2 separate regions of the Drosophila melanogaster genome follow, and region 2 is linked to region 1. The links are chromatin contacts, called in public targeted proximity ligation maps. All regions are on one chromosome and are shown on one strand. The core of a region is the stretch at or near the end of the contact, and the rest is flanking DNA. Distances in the headings are between cores, read along the strand shown.

What was found.
Region 2: a contact with region 1 is called in a targeted proximity ligation map of the Kc167 cell line, with 5 times the contacts expected there. A contact is called at or near these places in 1 of 107 Hi-C or Micro-C datasets (the OSC cell line) and 1 of 7 datasets of targeted methods (the Kc167 cell line).

What each region holds. Positions count from the first base shown.
Region 1 is chr3L:14,216,900-14,220,412 of dm6, forward strand. It overlaps CG7768, which reads left to right and starts at 1,305. Exons shown (of 2, transcript NM_168584.4): 1 at 1,305-1,391; 2 at 1,446-2,075. The coding sequence starts at 1,484. The coding sequence ends at 1,978. All of the region lies in intron 7 of nuf (nuclear fallout), which reads left to right.
Region 2 is chr3L:14,597,488-14,601,135 of dm6, forward strand. HGTX (HGTX,) reads right to left here and starts at 2,053. Exons shown (of 4, transcript NM_144357.3): 1 at 299-2,053. The coding sequence starts at 1,226.

The DNA.
Region 1 (3,513 bases), core at 55-2,554:
AACCCACAAAAGTGTTTCTTGTCTACCTTTTATCTAAGCTGAAAAATCGCCCGAAGAATTGGCCATAATGTGAATTTATGTTCCCACACACACTCATACACTCGCAAGTCCATAAAAGAGGCGCCTATTTCTGGGGGCGTGGCAGTGGGAGCAGTTGGCAAGTAGAAATCCTACGCTTTCCATTACGTCATGTTGGCTTTCCGTATATTACTTTTTGCACAAGGTTGTCCAAGGCGAACGGGGCGTTACATTAATGGGTAACTAGTCAAAACGAATCGAATCGGTTTCGAGTTCGAGTTCAGTTGGGGCTACACTTGTCTTGGCCAACTATGGATTGTATCTTTCTTGTCTTCGCTATTCGGTCGCACTACAATTTATTATAAGTAATGAGACAGTGGAGAGTCGAGTTAACAATTACGACCTACGTGCGAATAACCTTCTTTCGTTAAATCATCTTGAACTTTTGGCATTTTGAGGGGAGATTATCTAAGGGTCTTGAAGTAGCTTGTTTTTAATTTTTATTTTTATTTATGAGCGAAAAATACATAAAAAATGATTATAAAGCTTATAAAGGGAAAGTCCGTGCAACTTATTAAATATGCCAAACCTACTTTATCGAACATTGTGTTTACAACGTTCTCGGTTACTAGCCAATCTTATCGTACTTCAACCTTCCTTTATTTTCCCCTTATAACAATTCTTATGTATATGTATACCCAAATAGCAATTGTTGTCTTGGAAACTCACTAGGCCCTGGACTTTAATATATACACAAAATGTGCTAAACCCAAAGAAGTCGGGGATAGAAGAGTTTTAAAGGAGTGCTATGCGTTCATATAGACAACAAACAAATGAATAAATATAAATGCAATAGCAGCTTCTTTAAAACGTGGATAATTCTCACAGTTTGTATTTGCTTTGGCAAATAAATATTGACTATTTTTTTTGCCTAATTATACAAACATACACTCATCGCGTGGATGGATATATAAAGTTTGTACACAACTGCAAATGAAAGGTAAATATAGCCGGCTTTAAAAGTATCTGTGAGTTTTGCGTTGATTAAGGCGGCGGTTAAACAAATTAGAAGAGTAAATAAGGTCTGTAAGATTAGACACGGATAAAGGTATTTTAAGGACAATATTACCTTAAAATATCCAAATATACCGATCATTTGCAATGTATTAAAAATTGTGGAAGCCAAAGCAGGCATTTTTTTTTGCTACTGGATTTTATAAAGAAGGCTGTGAAATGAATTTCAACGAGCCCTTACTTCAGATCCCTGACTAGCCCAGAATATTCGTCAGTTCAGTTCCAGCTGTTCTACTGTACGGTTCTCTTGAAAGTCGTTACTTTTTTTTATCATAAAGCTGACACCACCAAGTTATCCGGTAAATATATTTCTTGTTTTTGAACAAGGCATCGTTCGATTTTAAACCTAATAGATCTGGCTTTTCTCCGAAAATTTTCGGCATCTGCGAAGATGTCGTTGCCACGCGTTTACTTCGATATAGCCGCAGGAGGTGAGAAGTTAGGTAGAATTGTGATGGAACTACGTTCGGATGTGGTGCCCAAGACGGCGGAGAATTTCCGGGCCCTCTGCACCGGAGAGAAGGGGTACGGCTACAAGGGATCACCATTCCACCGCGTCATCCCGAATTTCATGTGTCAGGGCGGTGATTTCACTAATCAAAACGGAACTGGAGGACGCTCCATTTATGGAAACAAGTTTCCCGATGAGAATTTCGAGCTAAAGCATACCGGAGCTGGTGTACTTTCGATGGCCAATGCTGGGGCCAATACCAATGGATCTCAGTTTTTCATTTGCACCGGGAAAACCACATGGCTGGATAATAAGCATGTCGTGTTCGGCAAGGTCGTTGAGGGAATGGATATCGTCCAGAAGGTAGAATCTTACGGTTCACAAGATGGGAAGACCAGCAAGAAAGTAATTATCGAAGACTGCGGAGCCCTCTGAAGGGTGTCAATACATAATAGTGCTGTCAATCACACATTTACACTATTACACTGAAATTATACTTTTCAAGAAAACTTTGCAAAATAAAAGGGGGTGCAAAAAAATGTATTTTGTCGGTTCAACTATTTACATCGCTCTCATATGTTACGCATTTCAGACCAATTCGTTGAATAATCCGGTGCACCCTGAACAGCCCAGTTCCCTGACTCATTTTCCTTTGATTTTTCTTTCCATTACTTTTAATTGACTCAATTTAGTTCAAGAGTTGCTCACATATGTCGCTTTTGATTCTTTCCACTCGATTCTCATTCTGTCTCCCATCACCTTTCCCTCAAGCCATTCTATCCACTTTACCCGAATGCACTTTGCAAATGTCTATTAAGTCACATACACTGATGAAAAAAAAGAATTAACCACCAGTAATACATATGTATATGTTTGGTAAAGTGCACTTTACTAAATACATTCAAAAACTCAAATTGAATCCATTATTTTTTAAATATATTCTGCAATATAAGTTTTGTTTAAACAAATATTATATTTGGAAGTTAGTATTTCTTTTCAAACCTAAAAACACCTGGCTAACTATGTTATACAATGTGTATATGTGTATGTGCATATAAGCCACTCAGCAAACAAAATTTTCTTTTCTCAAGTGCATGTAATACGAATTTCCAACACTGCTAAGTCACATTAGTGGAATTTTTCTATTGCGTTCGTTTTGCTTTGGGGCTCTGTTTTTTTGTATTTCTTTTCGTTATTTTTTCGGGCACCCAAAACAAGTCGCGGCTTCTGCCGACGTCGACCGAGGCAGCGGCAGAGGAGGGGCCGCGACTTGGCGCTGGCTTTTCAGCGCTTTCCTCTCTCAGATTGCATTTAACGCTTGCCGCGTTCACAACACTAGAAAAGCGGAGCAGCGCATCGAACGGTCGCCCTGTCTCTCACTCTCTCGCGCTCTCTCGCGCGGGTGTTTTGTTGTTGGGCAATGCAATTGCCAAGGAAAAGGAAAATGCAGCTGCTGCTGCTGCTCTCCTAAGCAAAATAGCCAAATTAAAAAAGGTTCGAAATTCGAGAAAATTAACCCAAAGTTACCTCAATTCGTGTGTTTTTTGTGTGTTACCTATTATCGATCGAATTCGCTTATCAGCTGTGTCAGGTGCCTTTGGCTCATTAACCGCTTATTTAAGGAAAAATGTGAAATCAAAACAAATTCGTTAATGACAGGGTCTGTTGTGAAAACCCGTAATCAAAGTAGCCTTGTTCGGCTCATGTTTCTAATTTTCATACCCTCTGGCAAATATATTGGTTGATTGATCTTAAATTGAAAAGTGCGGTTGAATCAGTTTGCCAAGTGTTTTATCGAAACATAAAAAATGGAAATCAAGTGTGGCATAAAATTGATAAATGATACAATAAATGGGACAAAATGAAAGAAAAAATAAAATAGCTTTAAACAATTCAAAGCAATTCTTCGTTATGGGGCGTTAAAAGTTGAAAAAACACTGACGGTAATTGATGAAGTAAAACGAAGAAAG
Region 2 (3,648 bases), core at 803-3,302, 380 kb after region 1:
TTAAGCAACACATATAGCAACTTTTTGGAAAGCGCTTAAATTTAAATGGAATATTTTGATTTTTCCAAATTTAGATTTATGTCAATAAAATTGTAAAAACAAGAACCATTGTTTATGTATTTTATTTTATGCATTATTAAAATGTGTGTTTTAACAAACATCTTTAAGAAGTTCGAAATTTATTAAAAGTCCCCAAATCATGGCCTTATACACTTTCTTCCTTAATATAATTGGTATAAAATAACAGGGTATAATATATAATAAACCCAACCCATATTAAATCCATTCCTTTACTCACCTCCTGTTAAAGCACTTAGACCCGCCGATGTCACCGGCGGTGGTTTGGAGAGGATGGTATCGATGCCGTGCGGATTGGGTGCACCCTGGCTGTTGGTGTTCGTAGTCGTGGTGGAGGACGACGATGAGCTGCCACCGGATCCGCGATCACTGATCAAATGCGAATTCGGGCTGTGGCTATAGGACAAGCCATTTGCCGACGCCGACGATCCACCGACTCCTTGACCCTTCATTTCCGTGGTCATCGAGTGAAGAGCGGCCAGCGGGGGACCGAGAAAACTCAGTGGGAGCTTGTGGTCCATGTGGTTATTGTTGTTGTGACATCCGGGGTTTCCGGCATGGTTGGCATTGTGCAAAGCCAGTGGGTTCACTCCATGATGGTGCTGGAACTTTGCCCTCTGGCTGCTGAGATTCTCGGGACTGTAGTCGTTCTGGCCCTGCGGCGGTGGACTGGCGGATTCGCTGGTCTGGCATGGATCCTCCGCTCCGCTGCTCCTCTGGCTCAAGGCATACGACTTGGCACTGTCCACACCGGGACTGGAATTGTGTTCGTATCGCGGAGATGGCGAGGAGTCAGAATGGAGTCTAGAAGAGGCGGGTGGCGGTGTCGTCGATGGCGAGTCCGAATCCTTGAGACCTCCGCCATGTGCCGCCTTTAGCAACATTAGCGGACTGCTGTTGTTGTTGTTACTGCTATTATTGTTATTATTATTATTGTTGTTGGCATAAACGGCCGCTGCCGCCGCTGCACTGTGGTAATCGGCCAACTGTTGTTGATAGTCCGCCGCCGCCATCGCATGGGCATGGACATCCGCGAAGCCATTGCTCATGGCCGCCGCCAAATGATGACGTTGAGCCGCCGACGGGGGACTTCCCTGGGCGGCGGCCGCAAAACTATGATGGCGCATATACGGATTTATCAGATCCATCTCGGGCGCTTCGTGGCCGTAGTCCAGGCACTCCGGGTGCTGCTGCGGTGGTGCTCGGTAAAATGCCGGCGGAAGGGCCAAGTTAAAGGCGGAATTGGCGGACAGCTGGAAGCTCTGGGCCAGCTGCTTGGCCGCCACCTTGGCGTCTGGCGGTGGAGGCGTGGGCGAGGGATTGCTGCTGCCACCCGCCGGCGTAATGCTCAGGAATGGACTACCCAGCTTGGGATCGGTCTACGGATAGGTATTCACGCGGAGAAGATCGAATCTTAACGATTTAGGCTTTTCAGTTTGGTTATAAATAGTATTTAAGCAATAGCAGCTTTTTGTTCAAATATTTTTGATTAATTACTTCTATGTAATTAAGACCAAAAAAATTATTTAAGGGGATATCCTGCTTTATGCTTATAAAACTTATTGAGTTCCTTAATAATTTTTTGGAAATTTTGTTTAACTACGTATTTTGCTTGAATTGTTTTCAATTATAATGTCAGCACTTCAGTTTCCGATGTACGCAGTATTTATATTTATATAGGGTTTTTAATATTTTCCGATCACGATACGATTAAAACACGTAAATCTATATATTCAAGATCAAATGATCAAATGATCTTGAATCCTTTTTAGCACAAGCACGAAACCGATTTTGTCAAACGGTTGAGCACGAAAACGTTTATTGTTCAAATCGTTCTTAGATTTTAAGAAACTACACTTGGCATAATCGATTTGAACGAGATCAGGCTATATGGGTAACTCCGTGGCCGGAAAATATCGTAGTGAATGAAGACCCGCGCGTGTCCGCTTGTTTAGGCCTACGACTAACGAATGATTTCGAAATTGACTCGACTGGCCCTCAGTCGCACAATCTCAGTTTCAATTTCAGTTTCGGTTTTTGGTTGGGGGTACGGCTTTCAACCCTCCGCATTCCGATTCCACTTCCACTCGCAGCATCATCTCTAGAGCGCGCGAGGGAGAGAGTCGTATATGGTTGTCTTGCTCCCCCATATCGATGTGTCTCTTTCTCGCCCACAAGAGTGTTCCACAATCAGTGTAAACATGAAATGCAGACTGGAACGCAGTGGCATTGGCACAAAACGAATGGGAATTTTATTATGTACATCATTAAAATCAACTATTTCGGATTCGGATTGGAGCCTGGGACTGAAACGGGAACTTATCCTGGCACTCTTGGTGTGCTTTGTCTCGCTTGCACCACCATCTGTCCTTTTCTGGCCAACTGTTTCCTTGAGGCTGAGTGCATTTTCATGGCTTTTTCCCTGGGTCGCTGGATTGTGGGTGGCCTTTTTGTCGACTGCGAATTCCGTTTATTTGTTTAAAAAGCTATAAATATTGAGACGAAGCTGGCAGCTTTTTTCGTTGGACTTATTCATTTAAATAATTAAAAATTGCGCTGGCGATAAATGAGAGCTATAAATGTAAACGAGAAACTATAGGTTAAAGTAGAAGTATTTCAACACTTTTTTTAAATGTTTGTTTGTAATTAATTTAATACAAAATTCTGTACTTAAGTAATATAACATAAATATGTGAAATGTTATTAATTCGCGAACTGTAAAGAATATGCCTATATAGTTTTATTTTTTAATTACTCTATATTTTAAGGATTTTTTTTAACCATATACCAAAGACACCTTTTTCTAGATTATCTTATAAATTATTTTCAGAAATGTGAGTCCCAGCACAGCATACCAACATATATATGTATGTATCACGTTTTGTACCGCTCACACTTTCATCACCGAACTGAATTAATACGCTAATTAACATTTTAATATTATTATGTGCCCGTCGGTGGGCCGGAGGATTGTTAACCCACCGACGGCCAACGAATTATATTTATGTTTATCTATATAAAAATACCGCTGTTGCTGGTGTTACACACACACACACATACTCTGACAGGCAGACGGGTGGTCCACATACAAATACAAAAATGCGCTTCATTTAATAATAAACTACACACAATTTTAATTTACTCAGACAAAACGGTGAGATCTCATAGGAATGAAATGGGATGTGGAATAGAGGGCAAGGCCACGCCCACTAAAATGAGAAAGGGAGAGAGAACTTGGACCGCCATTGTGAATGAATGTGAGTGAAAGTATGAAGGAGCGAATTCACTCAACCGTTGAGTGAGTATCTCTATCTTTTGCTGGTCATTTCCACCACAGCTTGTTGATTTTCGACTGTGTTCTTTATTTAATTGACTTTGCCGACCCATAAAAATGAAGACCTTAAATACTCCTGGAAGCCTTACCCATCCATTCGTCTCTCCTTTCGTAGTTCGTCTAAGCAGCCCTCATCTTTTGCTTTGATCTGAAACAATTCCCCATAAATTTATGCGTGGCAGAAAACATGTCATAGAATTTTCTTTCATCGTAGTTAACAGATCTTTAACGAAAAA